3 separate regions of the Drosophila melanogaster genome follow, and regions 1 and 3 are each linked to region 2. Evidence: chromatin contacts called from public Hi-C data. All regions are on one chromosome and are shown on one strand. Each heading gives the region's core, a stretch centred on a gene start, on an enhancer-like site or on the middle of the called end of the contact. The rest is flanking DNA. Distances are from core to core; before and after follow the strand shown. Region 1 holds the start of Vps36 (Vacuolar protein sorting 36). Region 2 holds the start of Zip71B (Zinc/iron regulated transporter-related protein 71B). Region 3 holds the start of hzg (herzog).

Evidence for each region. Hi-C and Micro-C count contacts between places; a contact is called where the count stands out from the background.
Region 1: a contact with region 2 is called in a Hi-C map of the Kc167 cell line, with 2.8 times the contacts expected there. The contact joins the promoter of Vps36 here to the promoter of Zip71B in region 2.
Region 3: a Hi-C map of the Kc167 cell line shows a contact between it and region 2, with 1.9 times the contacts expected there. The contact joins the promoter of hzg here to the promoter of Zip71B in region 2. A contact is called at or near these places in 2 of 107 Hi-C or Micro-C datasets (the Kc167 cell line and the S2 cell line).

What each region holds. Positions count from the first base shown.
Region 1 is chr3L:13,511,217-13,514,575 of dm6, reverse strand. Vps36 (Vacuolar protein sorting 36) reads left to right here and starts at 1,464. Exons shown (of 3, transcript NM_140403.2): 1 at 1,464-1,647; 2 at 1,711-2,436; 3 at 2,495-2,930. The coding sequence starts at 1,552. The coding sequence ends at 2,872. Liprin-beta (Liprin-beta,) reads right to left here and starts at 1,322. Exons shown (of 4, transcript NM_168556.1): 1 at 1,179-1,322; 2 at 784-1,094; 3 at 1-718. The coding sequence starts at 984. It overlaps Spt20 (Spt20,), which reads right to left. Exons shown (of 7, transcript NM_140402.5): 7 at 3,035-3,359.
Region 2 is chr3L:14,990,945-14,994,203 of dm6, reverse strand. It overlaps Zip71B (Zinc/iron regulated transporter-related protein 71B), which reads right to left and starts at 1,915. Exons shown (of 4, transcript NM_001316435.1): 1 at 1,589-1,915. The coding sequence starts at 1,732. It overlaps mnd (minidiscs), which reads right to left. Exons shown (of 5, transcript NM_168601.3): 5 at 2,537-3,259. The coding sequence ends at 2,988.
Region 3 is chr3L:16,002,987-16,006,196 of dm6, reverse strand. hzg (herzog) reads left to right here and starts at 1,461. Exons shown (of 6, transcript NM_140568.3): 1 at 1,461-1,848; 2 at 2,123-2,298. The coding sequence starts at 2,217. mRpS31 (mitochondrial ribosomal protein S31) reads right to left here and starts at 1,004. Exons shown (of 3, transcript NM_079376.3): 1 at 870-1,004; 2 at 350-805; 3 at 1-283. The coding sequence starts at 907.

The DNA of each region.
Region 1 (3,359 bases), core at 215-2,714, 1.5 Mb after region 2:
TACCAAGTATGTTGCGCAAGCCACGGGCAGATCTTTCCCTCAGCTTTGGTGAGGGTGTAAACTGCGACATAAAGCTGGAAGTCATTGCATCCTCCGCTTGATGATGATTGTCATCAATCAAAATGTGTTCGTTCGAAGCAAAGGCCACGTTTCGCTGCTTGCCGCTGCTGTTGGCATTGACGTCTAAGGCACGATTGTTATTGTTGTTCACAAACTTGCCATGCGATCTTGGCAGGCTGTGGAACTGCGGTTTGATTTGGTGCCGCAGTGCAGAGGGCGGTGTCTTGGGCGATCCCATAAAGGCCTTCTGATTAATGTTGCTCAAACTGCCGTAAGGAATATTGGCGGAAATGGCGCTACCTCCATCGTTAGCCTGCTCTAATGCAGTACGGTGCAGTTTTAGTTCACTTAAGGCACTCATTAGCTCCAGCTTTTGCGTCTCGAGGGCGGAACTAGAAATCATCTGTCGTTGCAGTTGCTCTTCCTTGGTACACAACTGCTGGCTCTTTTCCGTTATCAGACCCTCCAGCTCGATAATCTTGTCCGCTTGTTCTGACACTCGTTCCGCCAGCATCTGATACTGCAGGGCTAAGCCCTCCTTATCCCGTTGCAGGCGACGCATACGCTCGTCGGAATCCTGACGAGGTATGTGCGTCTCCAGCCAGTCGCTGATAATGGCCGCCGTGACAGGATCCGGTGCTGGAGCAGCCAGTCCGACCTAAAGTGATAAGCGTAAGTGTAAGCCCTCCGTTTCTAGACCTTATCATAGTCAGTGTGACTCACCTGTTGCAGGGCGAGAGCCAAAGTCTTAGCTGTTGACAAAACATTAGTGGCCGAAATTAAGTTGCGTTCGCTGAGTGTCAGGGAAGACCCTGCTCCGGATATAGAAACGGATCCCGCCTGTGTCGCGGTACTCGATATAAGGCCGTCCATTTGCTGTAATGCTGCCTCGAGCATTTTGCTGCCCTCCGCCACAGTCGCCATGAAGTCCAAATCAAAGTCTCGCTAATCCCGGGTGATCGATGTGTGGTGTGCTTATTGCGCGACTAGTGCATTGTTATGTAAGCAGGTCAGGCAGGGCACGTCATTTTGCACTGGTTTAGGGGAAAATGGCATTTATGGTTATTAATTTCAGCACTAATTGGGGAAAACTATCACGAAAATAGAAGCTGCTGCACCGTTCTGCTTCTTCTTCTCGCACACCAGCCCAGCCACTTATCGATAGTCAGCGAACGCAGAATTGTGTGTAGGAGCAACATCCGATAGTTTGCTAGATGGTCTAAAGTCTACAAAACAAATTTTAAAACAAAATTAATTTTAAGTAACGTATAAAAATGCCTAAACACATTTTAATTACATTTTTTGGGGACAAAGTATGCAATATATCTAGATGTGTACAGCTATATTTGGTTTTCCATACCCGATATCTACTGTACAAAAAAGATACCATCACTAATAAGCAGGTGGAACGGTGGAGTCACGAAAGATGTGTCATCTCCAGCCAGAGCCACAACAAAACAAATATTAAGGATAAAATAACAAATATCTGAAATGAATCGCTTCGCTTATGTGGAGGCCCGTCTGAGTCCCAATGAATCCTTCGTCAGCCGCGACAACAGGGTAAAAATATACGATGGCGACCAAAAGGTGAGCAGCTAGTGAATTCGCACAATACGAAACCGGGTCTTTATTAGACTCAAATCCTTTCAGACGGACTTTGAAGACGGCGAAGTGGTGCTCACCACACACCGACTGTTTTGGGGTCGCCCTGGAGAGATTGCCCGGGCCGCCGTAACACTTTGCCTGCCACTCAGCTATGTGATATCCGTCAGCGAAGAGACTACTGCCTCTAACTTCTTTGGCCGCAAGACTCGCATAATCATGCATCTGCATCCTCCAACGTCGGACAAAGGACCCGGCCCACTGGACACCAGTCGCGCCACCCACATCAAACTGTCGGGCAAGAATGGCCTGAGTGTCGAGTTCCACAGTGCCTTGCGGGAGACTCTAAATGCCCGCGTCTGGGAAATCCTCTTGACCAGCGAGATCATCATCAATGGCGTGGCCAGCAGTCCAACCTTGGAGCCTGCCAACGACAGGCTGGCCCGCATTCAGAAGAGGACAGGAATTGGGGGCATCGAACGGCATTTGGAGGCAAAAGCCAAGGCCACGGATGAGAACATAGCACTTGCCTTTCAGGATCTCAGTGTTCTAATGGCCATGGCCAAGGACATGGTAGGAGTGTCCAAGACAATAAGCAGCAAGATACGCAAACAGAAGGGAGAAATATCTGACGATGAAACGGTGCGTTTCAAATCCTACCTCATGAGCCTGGGCATCGATGATCCCGTCACGCGGGACAACTTTACCAGCAATTCTGCCTACTTCAGTAGCCTGGCCCGACAGATTTGCGAAATGCTGCTGGATCCTATCGAGGTAGGAACTGTATTAAAAAGTTATACTTTGTATTGACACTTACTTTATTACCCCTTAGGAGCAAGGTGGCATGATGTCCTTGGCTGATGTCTACTGTCGTGTAAACCGCGCTCGTGGTCTGGAACTGCTATCGCCTGAGGACTTGCTGCACGCCTGCGAGCAGCTTAGTGGTCCAATACGCCTGCGCAGCTTTCCCAGTGGCGCTAGAGTGCTACAACTGGAGTCCCACGATGATGCCCTAATTGCCGTTGACACATTGGAGAAGGTGGAGGCTGCCGAGTCTCTGGCTGTGGAGGAACTGGCCAAGCAGCTGGGAATTTCACTCCTGCTGGCCAAGGAGCGATTGCTAGTGGCCGAACGTTTGGGCAAGGTGTGTCGCGACGAGTCCGTAGAGGGACTGCGGTTCTATCCAAATCTTCTGCTAGGCCGGGACTAATTTCAATGTGAATGTGTGCTTGTTGTTATGGTTAATAAAGATATTTGACTTTTTATTTAAAGCAGGAGTTTTGAGTAGAAAGTGAATATCCTTTAAAGGTCCTTACCATTTTCAGTTCCATCGCAATGACAAGACTGAGTTCTTAATTTCATTTCACACTTTATTGATTAACGGAGCTTCTGCTTTGACTTTGTCGGCGCTTCATTAAGTTATTTTGGTTTTGTCGTGATTATTTTCATTTTTGTTTAGTATTCTCAAGAGTTTTATTCGTAATCAGTTTAATGAAAAGTTTCTACAGTCAGGTATTTTGATAAGCAGTTATTGAATTGAAATTACACATTTATATTAATAGTGGTTTTCGTGTTTACATATATATAAATATATTATGCTGCTGCTTAGATTGCTCCGCATTACATTAATAAATCTTTGAATTACGTTTCAATAACCATTTGATCAGGCCACATTACCGCGCATGTATGTATATAAC
Region 2 (3,259 bases), core at 666-3,165:
ACCTTGAAGTTTTAAAACCCATTTAAAAACAACAATTAATCTCGAAGTAGCTGGAGTAAACGCAACAAAACAACTGCCAGCTGTTTTGTTTTCGGTGAGCGTCCTGAAATCGTTTTTAAAAACAAACCTTAACCTGCTGCACATTTTTCACAGTAGCTATCCACGAAATTTCACGCCGACAAATCGATCGCATTTGCTATTTATTTAACTAATTTGTCAAAGTATATACTCTGGCTGCGATCTATCACCGATAATTACTTGATTTACTTGTCAACGTGCCAGGCAATTATATTTACATCTGAATTCATTTGTTTATTGTTATTCCTCCATTCTGTCGCATATTTGCTGTCGCTAAAGTGGGTGGAGATTCCCCGGGGCGGCGGTGGAGCCCCATCTAATTGCCTCGACAGCGACCTGTCGCCGGGGATCGGGGCGTGTGTCCGGCGTGTGATGAGTGGCTCCAAAGAATTGCCCAGATTCCCAAGATCAGGATGGCGGAATTTGCATATGAACAAACATTAGACACACACGCGCTGGCACACACAAAAAAAAAAAACTATTTATTATGTAGCTCATGAAGCCACCAAATGGCGAATTTTACTTTCATTCAGCTGAGATTTGTTTGTGTGCCAAGTGTGCTATATGTAATCAAATTTGGAATATTAGAATGATGATAGAATACGAGACGGTTGGGTGGGCATGGGACATGAGACATGGGGCATCGGGCATCCAACCCTTAATGTTAGTATGCCGAGTGCGTAAAAAGTAAAAACATTTTTAGTAGCGGCTTGCCATTCAAATGGACACACCGTATTGCGTAGCCCATACGCATGAGTAATGTCAATTGGCTCCGATTGTTCGGAATCGGACGGACTATAGCTTTGGAGTCCATAAGCATAACGATCGCGTTGCGAAAGTTGCGGTTGCTTTTGTATCTTTGGTTTATCGGGCATCCAGTGTGCGCCCATTAGGAGGAGGAGCAAGCAGTCTTATCGGGCTTATCATCTCGTAATCTCCGACGTGGATATAGAAGGATGTCTTGGGCGGGGGGTGGGTGTTGTTCGTCGTGTTGATGCTCAAGTCTCGTACTGTACATCTCACTGTGCCTGTGCTGCTCGTTAGTCTGGATTTTGATTAAATTTATGATAATGCCAGCAATAAAGTCTACGTTTTGTATCATACGAAGTGCCTGCTGTCTGCCCACTGTGTTATAAAATTGCTGCGCGCATATAAAGATTACAACCTTTTAAAAGTGACGCGATAATCGCTGTTGAGAGTGTTTTGGTTGCCCGATCAAGCCGAGTTGGCCAGAACACAATTGTTTCACTTTCACAATGCCCAAATATTTGATTAACTCGTAATCATATGAGAACACCCCCCCCCCTCCCACACATTGTTTTTGTTGCTGGCCCAAAAATGACAAAAACGAGAGAAAAAAAAGAAGACACAAACTCACTAATTTTTTGCCATAACGCTAACCGCAAAAGCTTTGTCCCGTGTCCGACTTTGTTTACCTGTGTTTACCTGTGCTCAAATTACGCTCTTGTGTGTGTTTACAAGGCTAGTTCGATGGTTTATTGGTTATTACCTCAAAGTTGATTGTCCCGCCGTTGCCGTATTTTTGAAATATCTGCGCCACGTATTTGTTGTATTCCGTGGAAGCTGGCACTGTTTTGAAAAATAGTGAGCCCAGGCAAAATAGGTTTAAGACTAGCACCTGCTTTTGGGCCATCGTAATGGACTGAACACTCAGGTGGTGGTAGATAGTATTTCTCTTTTCGTTTTATTCTATTCGTTTTATTGAACCCGGTTATCTACTGGTCACTCGTCATTTCACTGGGGGCTTCACCGGGATTTTTTCGAGTTTTTACAGACGCGTGCGATCCGTAACACTGCAGCCAACTACCGATCCCGTTCAACGGTCTTTTGAAATGACAGTTTCGCCCACGCAACGTTTTATACGACTTTCGGTTCGACGAGCGTCGGCGCGTTCTCCTTTCTCCCTCTCTCCTTCGCCCACTGGGCGGGCAACTCATCGCTCTGCGCACTCGCTACAAACTTAACTGTCATTTGGATTGAGCTTTGGAAAAGCTTTCGCCGGACCATCAAATTTGAGCGCCAAAAATTAATAAAGTCGATTAACCTGTTCATCGGCTAAACTCACATTAAATAGTGTACTCAGCCTTTAAATTGAAAATACTAAAGTTTTACACTTTCCTTTCATAATCTTAAGAATCTGGCTAAATGTTATTATTAAGCAACAATACTTTATACTAAAAACTATCCGGTAGATTGTAACTATGAAGAAAAAGATTGCATACCTAAAGGCGTTGTAAAGGCGCTTTCATCAAGTAGTGAGTTTTAGAACTCGCTGGAGTAGGAAAAATAACTAGAAAATGAAAATATTTAAAAAAATTAATAAATATTGTGGTAGATAATTATGATACTTTAAATAGATACCATGCGAAATGATATAAGTTACTTTTTTACCTTTAAAATGCCAATTTCCGCCCACTTCACAAAAAGTAATAAGATTAAAGTTTAATGTGTTTATTATTAACTTTCTTATACAAAACAAATTCGATTTTTTACATTTCGCAAAAAGTTGCATCAATAATAATTATTACTTACTGAATAAGCTCCTAATTACTTGTATAATATGTAAAAATTGGTTCGCATTTTGTATAACAGGCGTACTTCTGCTTTCGACGAGGAACTCATTTTTTTTGGGTTTGAAATATACATTAAAAGTACGACTAACAAATAATATTAATTGAAGCAGGGACTTCCCTACCAGAATGCATTTGAGTTATTTACAATAACACTTTTGTAATGTTGTGCGTAGGTTTTCAAAATTTCGCGTTGCTAACCTATCTTAGGGGTAAATTGAGACTTATCCTAACTACAAGATATTCCCTTCTATAGTTGCGTTGATCGATACATCCACAAAAGGCCCTCTCTTCCCAAAGTCGTAGAGTCCTGCAGTCCTAGTCGAACTTCTCCTGGTTGGGCATACAGATGAAGAATTTGGAGCACCACAGGTTGATCGCCTGCGAAGTGTCCGCCAGCCATTTGACCGGTTTGTGGATGGTCAGGTAGTAGACCGGAATTCCAGACAGTATAATGATCGTCCCGATTCCTACCACATATGGCGTCTGCGTGCAAGAGAAGATGACCAGGAACAGGCAGACGATCAGATAGATGATGGGCAGCGCCAAGTTGACCTTGATGGGTCGCTCCGTCTTGGGTTGCTTGTAGC
Region 3 (3,210 bases), core at 212-2,711, 1.0 Mb before region 2:
AAGCTCCCGCTCACTCAGCTGTGACCAGGTTGAAAGGATGTCGTTGGAAATCGGCAGCTGGGTATCCTTGAAGATACCCAACGGTTCCCCGCCGTACAAATTGACACTGCCCGTAAAGGATTCAGCCTCTCGTTTGGTTTGCCTCTGTGACCGCTGATAAGCCCCATCTCGATTCTGTGGCTTGAATCTGGAAGCCAGCGAGCGGCGAACGTACTCGCCGCGGGTCTGCTCCACCTGCTGCGGCTGCTGACGACGATCGATCTTCATGCCCACGATAATATCACTGTTGTGTAAGGAAAATAAATTTTATTAGATTATCCATTAATGCGAGAAAATCATTTTTACACACCTCAGATTGAGTTCCTTATCACCAGAAGGAGATCCCGAAACATCCGCCGTCTGATTTTCTCCGGTCGCTGCTGAAGAGGACTCGCTTCCATGGCCAAGGAGTTTGGCCAATAGCTCAGACTCTGTCTGCTTCTTGTCGCTCTCACTGGTGCCCAGCATGCTAGCAATGTTCTTGGCCGCAGTTAGAACATTCTTGGCGGCTGCCTCCTGTTTCTGGGCCTCCCTCCGCTTCCTGTTGGCATCACCAGGACGTGGAAAGTCCGATGCCGAGAGCTGATCCGTGGCCTGCATGGTGCCCAACAGGCGGTTCAGCCGCTGGGCCGCCGTTTCCACAGGTTCCTCCTTCTTCTTCGTGGGCTTTTCGTCGTCCGAAGAGGAGTATCCATCGTCGTTTTTGGACTGCGAAGAGGAGTAGTTGACCAATCCCACGTTTTTGAAGGCAGACGGTAGCAGGGAACTGAAAAATAAATAGTCGAGTGACGGATTTCTTTTGGTTATTTCAAATTAGACGGGTGGCCTACCGTAGGCCCAATCTCTGGGAACTTCGTACGGCCAACATTTTATAATATTTCTTTGATAATTTTAACTAGAAATAAGACCAAAGAAATCGCTCGCGTAACAACAATTCGGCGGAGAGTTGCCAGACCAGATGAACTGTTTGCACTGCCGTTTAAGCTAGTTTATAGTTAAATTTGGCTTTATTTTATGTTTGGCTTCCCTTGTCCTATTTCTTATAGTGTTTTGATTGAAAATATCCTTAACTAACCTAATCATTTCATGGACATTTGTTTTTTATCTGATTTGATATAATTTGAAATAAAATGTTCTTAAAATTGCATTTTGAATCAAGAATTTTATAGATTAACTTGACCACAGTTGGCAGCCCAAATTGCACCAGATAGTATGACCTTTGATTATCGAATTTGGAAATCTATGAAAATAATTATGTAGTTCAAAACAAGCTCCTTTTATAGAATTCTACATTCTCCTTGTAAGTAATTAACTTATAATCAAGCCTTTCTTCAACCTGTGATTCTAAGGTAAACACGAAATGTTACCACTTTTTCTTTGCACTTGGTAATAAGTCTCGCATCCACCGCGGTCACACTAATCACACGTTTTGTTTTTTGCGCTATTCCTGTTACTTTTTTTCGACGTACACACGCGTTTTGTTATTTTGCGCGATTAATTAATGGCAAAAAATAAAAAAAATAAATAAATAACGAGACGAAATAACGAAAACACCAGCGGCCGAGCTAGTGTGCGTGCGAGAGTGTGTGTGAGTGCTGTGTCTGTGTGGGCGTTTATAAATAAAACGCTGCGAAGCTGTGTGCGAAAAGCAGACGCGGATAAAGAAGTAAAAGAATGAGCGCAACCAAAAACAAGAGCGAAGGAAAGAAAGAAAGTGTTTTTTATTGAAATTCGTTGAAAAGTTTTAAATTTACTAAAACAGAGAGGCGAAAGTGCAACAGAGCGAAAGAGAGAGCGATAAATAGCGAGGTGAATATCAAAGGGAAACCCATTTGCATCGAGAAATAAAACGAAGCGAACGGACGGCCAAAGCGTAATTGTAAAATTCCACTGTCTGGGGCAGGCTATCAATTGGTGCATGTGTGTGTGTGTGAGCTATATATACGTGGTAGATGTATTATATATGTACGACATATATACTGCACGACACTTACCATATATACGAAGAAAACATGGAATCATCTCGCGATAATTGCCATATCCAATGTATCTCTATCTCTCATGTGTGCGCAACATTTTGCAGCTATCCTATACGAAACCGATCTGAATCAGTATCTGAATCCGAATCCGATTTATCAACCTGTTAAGCGAAGTGGAGCCACAAACCGAGTGCTTAAATGGATGCAACATCAATAATAACGCAAGTTTCCCGCGACGACGAGCAACTGAACGTCTATCCCAGCTATCCCAATGACAAAGGTGAGAACAAATAATGGGGGCCAAACTGGGGAAATCGCTGAAAACGCAGTCCGCATACACATACATATATTTAAAGCTCCCTTCATGACTCATCGCCACTCGAAGGCGTCACAACAAAGACGAAAGGACACTTGTCCGCTGCCAAGAAGTTTCCCCCACTTACCAACCACCACCCACCATAACCTCCCAAAGAAGAGGGCCCAACACCCCGCTGACCTTTCTAACACACCCAATTGCGGTCAATATAATTGTGGGAATAAGTTAGTTGTACATATGTCGTACTTTCCGAAAGTAGCAGCAAGTTAAATGGCATTGGCCTTTTTAATTTGTACAGGAACCACTCCAAAAACAAACTGATGAAAGACAAAAGTGCTTTTAATTCGAAAAATATATTCAAACAACATGCAATTAACTTGTAGCTGGAAAAAGTTGTTCAATTCTGTCTAAGCTAAATATTTAAATTAACGTTAGCTATTATCTGTTTGCACGACTGTGACCAGTTTGCTGTACTTTCTGTAATTTGAAACCAATTAAATGGCAATTTCTTTTCTTTAATTGGGAATCTAATTTCCATTTTAAATGTCTGTACTTTTTCTACTTTCAAGGTAGACTAGGAGTTTGAATTTATAGACACATTATTGTGTAAAAATCAGACTTATGTTTTCTTAATAGATTGTTCGACTTTGATAACTGTACTATGCTAGCAAAAATTACCTTTAAATATTCAAAGGTATCAATTTATTAATCAAAAATGTCCCCAGTCATGCATTTACATTTAAATAAATGGGCTTGCACAGGTTTTCACTGCGATGAATAACAATACTTAATAATAGTGTTATTTTCACGCCAGTTGTGCCTGTCTGTTGTGTTTGTTTCGCCCCTTTTTTATTCAGCACACAGTGTTTTCTTGTT